Regions from separate parts of the Mus musculus genome. Here region 2 is linked to region 1. The links are chromatin contacts, called in public Hi-C maps. All regions are on one chromosome and are shown on one strand. The core of a region is the stretch at or near the end of the contact, and the rest is flanking DNA. Distances in the headings are between cores, read along the strand shown.

Region 1 (6,260 bases), core at 1,469-3,968:
TGAGCCTTCATAGAACCAAGGACCTCTCCTCCCATTGATGCCTGACAAGGCTATCCTCTGCTACATATGCATCTGGAGCCATGTGTACTCCTTGGTTGATGGTTTAGTTCCTGGGAGCTCTGGGGAGTGGGGAGGGGTCTGGTTGGTTAATATTGTTGTTCTTCCTATGGGGTTGCAAACCCTTTCATCTCCTTCAGTCCTTTCTCTAACTCCTCTATTGGGGACCCCATGCTCAGTCCAGTGGTTGGCGGCAAGCATCTCCCTCTGTATTTGTCAGGCTCTGGCAGGGCTTCTCAGGAGGCAGCTATATCAGGCTCCTGTCAGCATGCACTTCTTGGCATCCACAATAGTGTCTGGGTTTGGTAACTGTTTATGGAATGAATCCCCAGGTGAGACAGTCTCTGGATGGCCTTTCCTTTAGTCTCTGCTCTACAATTTATCTCCATATTTGCTCCCGTGAGTATTTTGTTCTCCTTCTAAGAAGGACCAAAGCACCCACTTTGGTCTTCCTTCTTCTTGAGCTTCATATGGTCTGTGAATTGTATCTTGGTTTATTTAGAGCTTTTGGGCTAATATCCACTTATCTGTGAGTGCATATCATGTGTGTTCTTTTGTGATTGGGTTACCTCACTCAGGATAATATTTTCTAGTTCCATTCATTTACCTAAGAATTTCATGAATTCATCATTGGGGGGGTGGGTTAGAGACAGGGTTTCTCTGTGTAGCCCTGGCTGTCCTGGAACTCCCTCTGTAGACTACACTGGCCTCAAACCCAGAAATCCACCTGCCTCTGCCTCTGAAGTACTGGGATTAAAGGTATGCACCACCATTTTAATAGCTAAATAGTATTCCATTGTGTAAATGTACTACATTTTCTGTAGCCATTCCTCTGTTGAAGAACATCTGGGTTCTTTCCAGCTTCTGGCTATTATAAATAAGGCTGTTGTTAACATAGTGGAGCATGTATTCTTATTACATCTTGGAACATCTTCTGGGTATATGCCCAAGAGTGGTATAGCTGAGTCCTCAGGTAGTACTATGTCCAATTTTCTGAGGAACTGCCAGACTGATTTCCAGAGTGGTTGTACAAGCCTGCAATCCCACCAACAATGGAGGAGTGTTCCTCTTTCTCCACATCCTCGCCAGTATATGCTGTCCTGAGTTTTTGATTTTAGTCATTCTGACTAGTATGAGGTGGAATCTCAGGATTGTTTTGATTTGCATTTCTGTGATGACTAAGGATGTTGAACATTTCTTTAGCTGCTTCTCAGCCATTAGATATTCCTCAGTTGAAAATTCTTTTTTTTAGCTCTGTACCACATTTTTAATAGGGTTATTTGGTTCTCTGAAGCCTACCTTCTTGAGTTCTTTGTATATATTGGATATTAGCCCTCTACTGGATGTAGGATTGGTAAAGATCTTTTCCTAATCTGTTGGTTGACATTTTGTCCTATTGACAGTGTCCTTTGCCTTACAGAAGCTTTGCAATTTTATGAGGTCCCATTTGTTGATTCTTGATCTTAGAGCATAAGCCATTGGTGTTCTGTTCAGGACATTTTTTCCCTGTGCCCCTGTGTTTGAGGCTCTTCCCCACTTTTTCCTCCATAAGTTTCAGTGTCTCTGGTCTTATGTTGAATCAGGACAGGGTTCTTATAGAGCAGGTGAACCCAGGCAGGTGCCAAGTTCTGAAGAAGCCCTGGACTGAGCTCCACTGACACAGCCAGGAGCAGACAGTCTCCGTCACTGAGCACAGGACCAAGAAAGGCAGTTAGCCGAAGAAGATTCAGCAGGTACCACTGTGAGTCCTAGTTTCAAAACAGTAAGATGGTTTGGAAAAGAAGGTGCCTCTATGTTTGGTTCTTAGGAGTGACATGAGATACGTCATGTCCTCACAGGGTACTTGGAGCTGTTGCTGGTTGGGAAAAGATAGGAAGGGCTAAATAGGAGAGTATGACCCACAGCAGACAGAGACTAGGAGATCCTAGTGAGACGCACAGTTCAGCCTGAAGCTGGATCCTGTCACAGCCGACAGCAGTACTTACTTAGCTTATGATGTGTTTAAAGAAGGCCCTGCAGGATTTGTGGGAAGACAAGGCGTGGGCTATGTGGTACCCAGCAAACTGTGCTCAGTTACTAAGCCTGGGGGAGAGCAGCAGGGGACCCAAAGCAGACTCCAGCTTGGGCCAGCTGAGTATGGTCTGCCTCCCATGCATCCAGAGGAATTAGGGAGGACCCTATGGAGAGGAGTTTGGAGCGAGGGATGGGCAGAGATGAACAGTTATTTAAAGCCTTGGCCTGGGGCTCATCTCACCAGTGACAGCTAGGTGAAATGACCTCAAGGGAGGTTAGGTAGCAAGAAATGACCATAGAAGTGTGGCGCACAGAAGGGCCTGAAGGTCAAGGAGTAGCTGTAGCTGTATCAAACAACTGGACAGTATTACATTCCAGAACTACTCTGGTTTTACATGGGAGGCCACTGGTGACCCTAAGGGCAGGATCATAGAGCAGAGCTAGCCACAGAGATGGGATCTCAGGAATGAAAAGGAAGATTAGGAGGGAGAATGGGGAAGGGGGGAGCAGGTGAAGCAAGGAAGCGGGTTGCAAAGATGAGGAAAAGCTCACTGCTGAGTTAAGATATGGGCCAAGGAAGCATCCCAAGTCACCCACACGGTAGCCAGACCAGGCGTATGGGTGATGACCGGGCAGATACTGCACAGTGATGGACAGGGTCAGCTGTGACTGAGGCAGAGAGGGAGGCACAGAGAGCAGTGCTGATGGTGTGTGCTCCACCTGACCGATGCTGGGTTTTAGTGATGTGGCACGACAGTTCAAGTCTACTTGAGCTTAAGAGTAAGAACTGAGACCTGGAGCCAGAGCAGGAGAGGAAGATTAGCAGAGTTCTGGAATTGGGGGCCATGATCCCAACAGACAAAAATCCTGTGTTCTGAAATCCCCCAGAGAGCCTGACCTCCTGAGGGTAAGTTCTGAATGTCGAAGTGAAAGAAATGTAAATCTGGAAACAGTCTAACAATTACTAAAATAGGGCTGGAGAGATGGCTCAGCAGTTAAGAGCACTGACTGCTGAAGGTCCTGAGTTCAAATCCCAGCAACCACATGGTGGCTCACAACCATCCGTAATGAGATCTGATGCCCTCTTCTGGTGTGTCTGAAGACAGCTACAGTGTACTTACATATAATAATAAATAAATCTTTTTTAAAAAACAATTACTAAAATAGCATTTATTTATGGTTAAAATGGTATTTAAGAGATAGAAAACTAGCACAGAGCACCACCCAGGCTACTTGACCTGATAATGTAGACCTAATAACCAAGCACACATTTGCAAATCAAACACTCAGTCTACACACAAGGATAACAGCCAGGGCGGGCAAACCATACGCACAGAGCCACACTTTTGAAACAGTAGCTCAATGGCACACGTCACCTGTATGGCAACTGTGTATGACGGCCTTGTATCACATGATACACTAAGAGTTTTAGAGAAATCCATAAAATAATAAATATGTACATTTTAAAAACTGGGGTGGGACATACAATTTGAGACACCCGAAGAGCTGGTATCTCTGAAAGTTTCTCTGCCATACAGCAATCTCCCTTCACTTGCTGAGGAACTTTTGACAGTTTTTGCAAACACAATGCAGTCAGTCTGCCTAGTCTTAGCTCCTCCTGGGCACAGCTGGAGACTCAACTTTGAGCTGACTCTCTGTCACCATGAGCTGAGCTGTCCTGTGTCTGTTGCCTACGATGTTCCATCTCCTCGCTGTGCACTATGAGAGACTTCACTGCGAACTGTGTCCTGTGCCCTCACTGTGAGCTAGGTCCCCTCCCGTCCCCATGAACTGGGTGCCATTCTCCAGCTTCAAACACCCAGTACAATACAGTTGGTACAGAGTAGGGACTGGTTTGCTACGTGAACCTCGCAATCAGAGTTTGATGGAGCACTGCCTGGGGAGGATTCCTGTACATGGACCCTGTCCTTTGCAGACTTGCACATATCCCTCACTTGTATGAGTGACAGGTGTCCCATGGCAGGGAGACCCCTTAGGATACTTCTCACAGCGCAACAGCCTCATCCCCGCTCAGGGCTGTGTGAGGGAGGAGGAAGGAGTGGAGTGTTGAGTCCTTTCTCTGGAGTTGAACCAGCAGAACAGGGCCTGCACACGGTCACCCAAGGAACAATGGGCCTCTATGCTGAAAGATGTTTGTGGGCTGCCTCCTTCCTCCAGAAAAGCCCCCAGACTGCACAGACACTGTGAGACCTACCACCAGTAGTTACACTTTACGTAGCTCTCCTCCAGCTAAACTCCGGCCTTCTTCTTCTACACTTATCTTCTCTGACTTGTCACCGAAGCAGGCCTTAAGTCTACCTCCTTCCTATTTTATACTCTACTATTCTATACTATAGCTTCCTAAAAAGAGGCCAAGAGGCATTTCTTCTTCTAGGTACCCAAAACACAGGTAATAGGTGCCCACACGGAGGCTTGCTTAACTCACCATTGGCAACTGTGGTGGTTAGAATATGCTTGGCCCAGGGAGTGGCATTGTTAGCACATGTGGCCTTGTTGGAAGAAGTGTGTCACTGTGGGGGTGGGCTTTAAGACCCTCATCCTAGATGCCTGAAAGCCAGTCTTTTGCTGTTTGCCTTCGCAACAAGAGGTAGGACTCTCAGCTCCTCCAGCCCCATGCCTGCCTGGATGCTGCCATGCTCCTGCCTCAATGATAATTGACTGAACCTCTGAACCTGCAAGTCAGCCCCAATTAAATGTTGTCCTTATAAGAGTAGCCCCTGTCATGGTGTCTGTTCACAGAAGAACACTAAAACAACAACCCAACACACTAACCATCCTTCTACTCACAACTGATCTCAATCCACTCAAGCCAGTCACGGTCATCTGAGGGTCTTACCTGTTCTGCTCCATCCCTTCCTCTATTGTGGCACTCCTGGCCTTCCTTCTCTCTGCCACTAATCAGGTATTTTCCATTCACTGTCACTTCCTGGGGATCAGCTACACCCACAAGGTATAGCACCGACTTTCCACTGGTGGCAGTCGCTTCACCAGCCTCTTCCTCATGGGCCTTATCAGCAGGTATGCAGTCACAGTGGGGTTACAGTCTGAACCCCCCCCCATGGCCTTCAGCACCCACAGCTTTCCAGATACCAACTCTCCCCAGGTTCATGATAGCCACCACTTGTATTTTGGCCTTTATCAATCCAGGAGAGCACTTGCAAGTTTTCAAGATCCTGGAGAGATGGCCCAACTGTTGTCTGGCCTCTCAGTCAGAATTCCCATTACTTTGCTTCTTTCTGAACTTCGCTTCTGTATATGTATATGTGTATGTATATGTATCTTCTGTATATAATGTGTGTATATATGTACATATGTATATGTGTGTGTATGCATATGTACAAATGTATGTATGTGTGTATGTATGTACATATGTATGTGTGTGTGTGTGTGTGTGTGTGTGTATGTGCTATCGTGAAGGCACAGGCTTGCTTCTGTATCCAGCCCCTGCCTACATGTGAACTAAGGCTGCACACACTCTCAGCCTTCACCTACTGGGGACCCCACCTGGGGATGTCACAGTAAACGCCTCCACAGACACAGCCCTACTCCCCTGAGCTCAGACTCATGCCTTTCCTCCCACCAGCTACATAGCCCTTGAGAAAAGGGTGACAAGCCTGAAGCTGTCCTTTGACAGTTCATGTTTACAAGATATAAACAATTCTCTCCTTTTTTTTTGCTAAATATTAAAGTATCAAAAATTACATTCTGTGAAGGCCCTGTGCCAGTATGTCTTTCATGATACCTCTAGGAGCTGTCCTCAGATCTACAGAAGTCATGATATGGATTTTCTTCCATGGGAGCTGTGACCTTGAGACAGACCACACTCTAGACTGATGTTGTCCCTGTTTTGAGGCAGTGAGAGCTCCTATCTTTGTATCCCTGTATACTTGATCAGCCCCCATGAGAAAGCTGGTGCCAGCTCCCTGCAGCCCTGCAGATAGTGAAGGATTTTCCACTCCAAGGCAGAGCAGGACTACATACTTCTTTTGCCCCAGCAAAACATCTGTCTCTGCCTTGCAATGCGGGTGCACGGCTCCATCTAGGGGACAAAGTTACTTCAACAGTGAATACTCAGAGAGGTCTAGGGTTACCTAGAGCCCCAGAGAACAAAAGGCAGAAACTATTTGATCGCGTTTCTGACAGAAGAACCCAGCTGAGACCCTGAAGAG
Region 2 (6,260 bases), core at 1,445-3,944, 240 kb before region 1:
ATATCATTCATTTGATGCCATTCGCCTAAAATGATTATGGCCCAGCAGAAGTTGAAGTGTTTATGTATCCTGCAACAACAGGCAGCTGGCTACAGGGCTGGGTATTCAAATTAATTCTGAAGATAGGAGGAAAAATAGAGATAAAGTAATTTTAAAAGGCAATGCATATATTTCCATTTCTATAAATCACTAAGAACGATAAACACACGTCCTATGAACATGCCCTACAGTAAAGACGTCAGATGAATTTGGGTCATCTTAGAACTCTTAAGTCCCGTGTGGGGAGAAGCTGACCCATGAAATGCCAGCTGAAAGAACGGGGCCATACTGTCCTTGGGCGTCACCTTGTGTGTGTGGTGCAGTGGAGACTAAATGTTGGAAGTTTGGTGCCAGGTACAAGTAGCAATGCTGTCATAAATTTGCTTGATGGGAAGAAGGGGTGGGGCCTGCAGCAGCCTACACTTGGACAATGTTATTCACCCATGGTGTTTCCTGCTTCATCGTGATACCTTCTTGCCACCTTACACAGCCCTGCAAAGACCCACCAGGTGCAGTCTGGGCACTGATCTGCCCTGGCACAGACAGCTGAGAGAGTGGTCCTGCAAACGTTTAGGAGACCTTAAGTAGGGTGAAGGGTACCCAGGCCACCAAGGAGAAGGGTAAGGCTGCATTCTACAGCTGTACAGACAGTCATTACAAGATCCAGGCCAGTGAAAAAGTCCCAAAATATTCCATTGGAAATTACTTGAAAGAGGGGTGTTTGGGTGAATTTCTCAAAGTCCATCATATGGATGTGTAATACAAGCCATAACAAGCCCTGTTTTCTGTACAATAGACACATAATATTTTTAAAAAATTAAGTCCTTTTTAAACAAAGCCATGAACAGAGAGTCCTGGTGCATCAGAAAGCCCTTAACTATTTCAGTGTTTCCCAGGGGCTCAAAAGCAAAGTGACCCTACAGATGCTCTCAAAGTGACCCTACAGGGTCTCTGATGCTCTCATGCGGCCAAGCAACTTCTAGCGACTGGTACTCAGCTGTTGCAGTACTAGGCACGCTGTGGATACTCTCCAATATTCTGGAGTAGATGTGTGTGTGTAGGATTGAGGCCCCAGAAGGACAGGGGCTGGGCAGGTGGGGACATCCTGTCACCTCTGGAATTGCTTTGAGAGTCATTGGAAGAGCTGATGTCTTAGGCTCTGAGAGCAGCATTCGGTCAAAGGGTAGAGTTTTTTCTTTTAGCTATTTTGGAAAATGCATGAGCTCTCATAAAGAGCGCTTTCTGCGGAAACCTGAGTATCACGGCAGCTGGAGGCAGGGGTACTTACTGTCACTACTGTGGTGGCCTCATTACTACCAATAACAGGAGGAGTGACAGTAACTGTGTGGTACAGGGCTCACCGTGGTCACAGAAATCAGTCTAATAATAATAAGCTAGGGAGCACCCTCTGGGAAAAGGAAACAGTGAGTCTGGAGGTCTAGGCGATTGATGGCATGTAGATTTGACATAGACTAGCCTGGCAAGATGACATCTGGCTCCCCAAAAGACAACCACGGGTGATCATGACTTCCCTGAGGACTGAACACTTCCCACGTTCTGAGAACCCTGGTGTCCACACCTGAACACTGAGTCTAAAGGACCAAGCCTGACATTAAGGTGACTTATCCTCAGGCCCTAACCCACAAGCGCCTGCATCGACTTTCTCTGGGGATACCGTGTTCATTTCACACGGCTCATTTTCATCAATGTCACCGGACCGGAATCTACAGACAGGATGAATGTGATGGAGGGATAATTTTGCTTCTTTCACTGGAGTCTAAGATCTGTATTCTCTCTGCCTCGCACGCTCCAGCTGTTAGCTGCACAGCCTCATCCTGTGCCAAGCCATTGCTCAGCGAGTTTGCTGACTAAGGAGTGGGGAATGAGGGGAGGTTGAACAGAAAGTCATCCCAAAATTAGGCTGCTTCCTCATCCCAAGGACCAGGAATTGGGCCATCTTCTGGCCATCTTCTACCCTCTATCACATTTGTTAGTATGCCATGGATGAAACTGTCTTAGTCCCTACCATCTCCTGGCAGCTGGCTTTGTCCTTTTGGTTCCTATTCCTGTGGGAGCTTCAAGGTGTATCTCAGAAAAGATAAGGAGGAAGGAGTAATCTTGGGTCAACTCTTGGCCAGAGCAGGGCAGAGACACTAGAGCCCATGAACCCTAGTTGCACAGCCTCTGAGATCTATGCTCCAACCCCTATGGTTTTGGATGGCTGCCTTGTTTTTCTTGAGGCCTTTTAGGGAAGTTATCTGAGGATCTTTTTAACTCTTGTGGGCCTTTTGATGTAAAAGGTAGCCCTGCCCTACTTCCCTAGAAGAAAGGTTGATATTTTGAACTTAATCTGGCTTCAAAATCTAGGAAAAGATTCTTTGTTTTATTGCTGTCTGTAACATTGCCAGTAGGCAAATGTTCGAACAATGACTATAAGTCCAGTTCTCCGGAGAAGGTCTTCAGGGAACGCTTGGAAGAAATCAAGAGCGTGAGCCATATTGTCACTAGGCCATGGTGGGCTTGGAAGTCAGTGGAACATGCTAGCAAACTAACAGGGATACCTGGTTTGTTGAGCTATGCTATAACCATAGCCTTGGGCTGCATACCACTACACTGACATAGGACCACACGATAGTTTGTTTTGGATGTCAAACTTGATTGGCTTAAGAAACGTCTAGTTCATCACTGAATCATGCCTTTGAGTATGAAAGTACCTCTCCAGATGATTAACGGAGTTGGCACTTGTCCCGGATTTGAGCAGTACCATCTCATGGGCTAAATCCTAAAGGGGAAAAAAAAGAGGCAAAGGCAGCCAAGCACCACTTTTTTATGTGCCTCCTTATGTGCCCTGCTGTGAACAAGCAGCCTTGTGTGAGGAGAAGACGAAGGATGACTGAGCTCCCAATAGGCTGGACTTTGTGGAGGAAATCAGGGACTCTGGAGGAGTTTCAGACAGGTGCACAAGTCTACGCATCTTACCTGGACGACTTTGCTTGCCCATAACACAGTGCTTTTACAATAAATGCTAAGTCTTGGCTATAAACCATTACCACGAAGCCTCACATGTTGGGGGAGCTAGTTCTCAGAGGGTGGATTCAACCCTGGATAGGTGATTAGAAAGATCACAGGCCTTGGACCTCATCATTTGGCAAACACTGAGGTAAGTGGAGGTAGCTCATTCGGAGGCCATGTTTCAGACGATGGCCTCGTCAGACACCAATGGGAGAAGAGGTCCTTGATCCTATGAAGGCTCTGTTCCCCAGTGTGGGGGAATGCCAGGGCCAGGAAGCAGGAGTGGGTGGGTTGGTGAGCAGGGGACCAGCGGGATAGGGGAGGGTGTTTTTTGGAGGGGAAACAGGAAAGGGGATAACATTTGAAATATAAATAAAGAAAATACCAATTAAAAAAAAAAGAAATAGGTTATGTCCCTTGTCCTGTCCTGTCTCTCCCTGCTCCCTGCCTACCTTGGAGTGAGGAGCTGCCTCTGACATATACTCCATGATTCTCTGGATCAACTCAGCTCATAACAAAAGAGCCAGTGGCCTGGGACCAAACCTATGAAACTGTGGTCCAAAGTCAATCATTTCTTCTTTGAATTGGTTTCTTTCAAGATTTGCCACGGTGATGAAAAGCTAACAGTCCACTTTGTTAGTACATACAATAAAACATAAAAGCAGAAGTTTCCCTCAAATCTCACCATTTAGAGTCATCCCATTAGCTTTGGGTGCACTAAACACAGGCTCCTTTTGTCTATGTAATCTATGTTTTTATATAAATGTGACTCGCCCCAGGAGGGTCTCCAGTTTTGCTTTACCCACTTAGCATATCAAGTCTCACGTTTTCCTGATCTGTGCATCCATGTACAGCATCATGTTACTGCTGCATAGTCTCCCTGTGACAGGAATCACATCCCAGCATTGCACAGATGATTCTGAACCCATCATGAGTACAGAGTGCCCATGACAGCAAGCCTCAGGGTTTGTGCCTTCTGAGTCATGAGCATGAGGAAGGCTTTTGGTCCCAGAGGCAGCATCTCCATTTCCTTCTCTAAACAAGTGATAGGTGATGAAGCTTGTCACATAGTGACAAGTACTCTCCAGGCAAGACCTCTCACTGTGAAGTCTAGAGAGTGTGGGTGAACACTGGTCATGTTTGATATTCAAATTATCTTCCATCAAGGTGACCTGGATGATATTTTAGGATATAATTAAAGGCATATCGACAACATCTACAAGATTCCAGGGACTCCTCCATGCATAAAAGAGTATAGTGGATATTGTCTGAACACAGACAGCCAAGTACTCCAGCCAGTCAGAGGCCTGGGTCCACAGGCCACTCCATCAATAAGCCATTCTCCAAGTAGGACCATTTATAGACTCTCAGACATTGCAGCTCTGTAAAATCCACAGTTGGTCTCCATGGCTGTACTTTTGACTCTTGGAGAAAGCCAGGGGTTTTCTTTCCAGAGCCACAAAACCTCTGAGGTAGGTATTAAAAGCATCATTATAATGGTCACTTTTTTAAAACTTTAGTAAAGTTAAATAACTTACATGTGAAATAACATCAGTCCAATAGCATCAAATACACAGGGCTTTGATATGCAGGAGCCACTACCAAGGCTTCTGTCTCTCTCTCTCTCTCACTTTCTACAGACCCAGGAAGGCACATGAAGGACTGAAGAATCCCATGGCAGTGTATTTATGCGATGTTCTGTGTTTCAGCTGCAATTTTATTACTAACAAGAAACATGTATTTCAGAACTAGTGTTGTAATGCACCGTTTATTTATTGAGATGGTTTATCATTTTTAAATGTTTAAAAGAGAGAAAAAATTACCCGAAGAAACAGCAGAGATATGAAAAGCTATTACCAAGGAAGGGAGAGGTACTTACATCTTCAAGTGGAGTGGAATGGTTTGTTTTTTGAGATATCTTGAAATTGCAGCAGCAGGGTAAATGAGGGGACAATAAACTCTCTATATAAGACCACACCCTCTACACTGGAGGGGGAGGGGCTTGGACCTACACATACCTCCCAGCCAAGGACACAGCTGCAACATTCTAACCATGTCATATAACACAAGGTATCCCCCTGTTACACCTAGGACACCTTCTGAGACCCCAGAGGTTGCCTGAAACCACATAAAGTCCCAATATCCCATGGACATGGTTTCTTCCCATGTGTACACACCCATGAGAACTTCTGATTATGATCTGGGCACAGCAAGAGAGCAGCAACAGTGGCCATGAGAACACAGAACCGTATAGAGAAGTTCTACGTGGTGACTTCTTCCTGGAAATAGACAGTGTAAGTATTAGTACTCCAGGATGTGGGTACCAGAAGCTTCAGGAAGTGTTGCAATAAAGTATTTGGATTCCACTGAGATTCCCTGTCCTTGAGAGGATATCAACACTCAGTCATGCCTCTGGACTGTGTTTGGATTGATTGTTCCATAACAACAGACTTTGCAAAGTGCCAGACCATAAAGCCAGGCTTCTACTTCTGCCTCTGAAGTATTGACCATCTCTATCAAATTCCAGAGCAGATGGGAGTGAACGGGAGATGAGCAGGTGCTCCCACAATAGGTTGATAGATACCCTGTGAGTCTGAACCGCCACGCTCAAATCAGCTGCTCAGAACAGAGCACTGAGCTCTTGTCTGTGAGGACACTCCGCTGCTTCCTGAGTCACATTGTTGCAGCCTCAGAACTCCTGAGGAAGAAAGTGGGGTAGAGCCACACAGTCTTCAGAAGAGGAGACTGAGGTACTGTGAGTGTTAGTGACTCTCTGAAGAGCAAGCAGCTGTGAGCTCCTGAAAAGCGGACTTTCAACCATATCCACATCCAACCAAAGGGTGGCTTTCCAAAGGACAGGTGCTGGAACTCTCTGGAAGATACGTGGTTAGCAGCTGGACATTAACAGCATGAGAGGGAAGTGGGGACTGGTATCTAAAACCTAAAACTTGATGTCCTAAAGCCCTGTGTGTTCTCCAGTGGAGTGCACATAGGAGAAATTGCACAGGGGAGCCAGACTTGATTGCACTATGAGCAAAAATTCTCTACAAGAATCTGAATTTAATATAAAACCCCCAACATGTTTATCCACTAGTAAGGAAATTGTAGGTGGAGGTTTCCCTAATTGTCTCTTGACCGGGTAAATAAAGATGACTGAAGCTAACCGCTGGGTGAAGATATGGAGGTGAGTTTTCTGGGTCCCAGCAGGA

What was found. Hi-C and Micro-C count contacts between places; a contact is called where the count stands out from the background.
Region 2: a contact with region 1 is called in a Hi-C map of the C2C12 cell line, with 3 times the contacts expected there. The contact joins two enhancer-like sites. A contact is called at or near these places in 5 of 484 Hi-C or Micro-C datasets (the C2C12 cell line, adipose-derived mesenchymal stem cells and embryonic fibroblasts) and 3 of 115 datasets of contacts at active chromatin or transcription factors (the NIH/3T3 cell line, embryonic fibroblasts and vascular smooth muscle cells).

Annotation. Positions count from the first base shown.
Region 1 is chr8:14,357,824-14,364,083 of GRCm38.p6, reverse strand. The region is part of intron 3 of Dlgap2 (DLG associated protein 2); the gene reads right to left. Among named protein-coding and RNA genes, the nearest start is that of Gm26184, 88 kb to the right of the region's middle. Within about 2 kb of position 2,718, at least 6 of the 459 cell types and tissues checked have an H3K27ac peak or open chromatin away from gene starts, as enhancers often do. A contact at or near this core is called in the C2C12 cell line, where this site is marked.
Region 2 is chr8:14,597,150-14,603,409 of GRCm38.p6, reverse strand. All of the region lies in intron 4 of Dlgap2 (DLG associated protein 2), which reads right to left. Among named protein-coding and RNA genes, the nearest start is that of C030037F17Rik, 170 kb to the left of the region's middle. Within about 2 kb of position 2,694, at least 39 of the 459 cell types and tissues checked have an H3K27ac peak or open chromatin away from gene starts, as enhancers often do. A contact at or near this core is called in the C2C12 cell line, where this site is marked.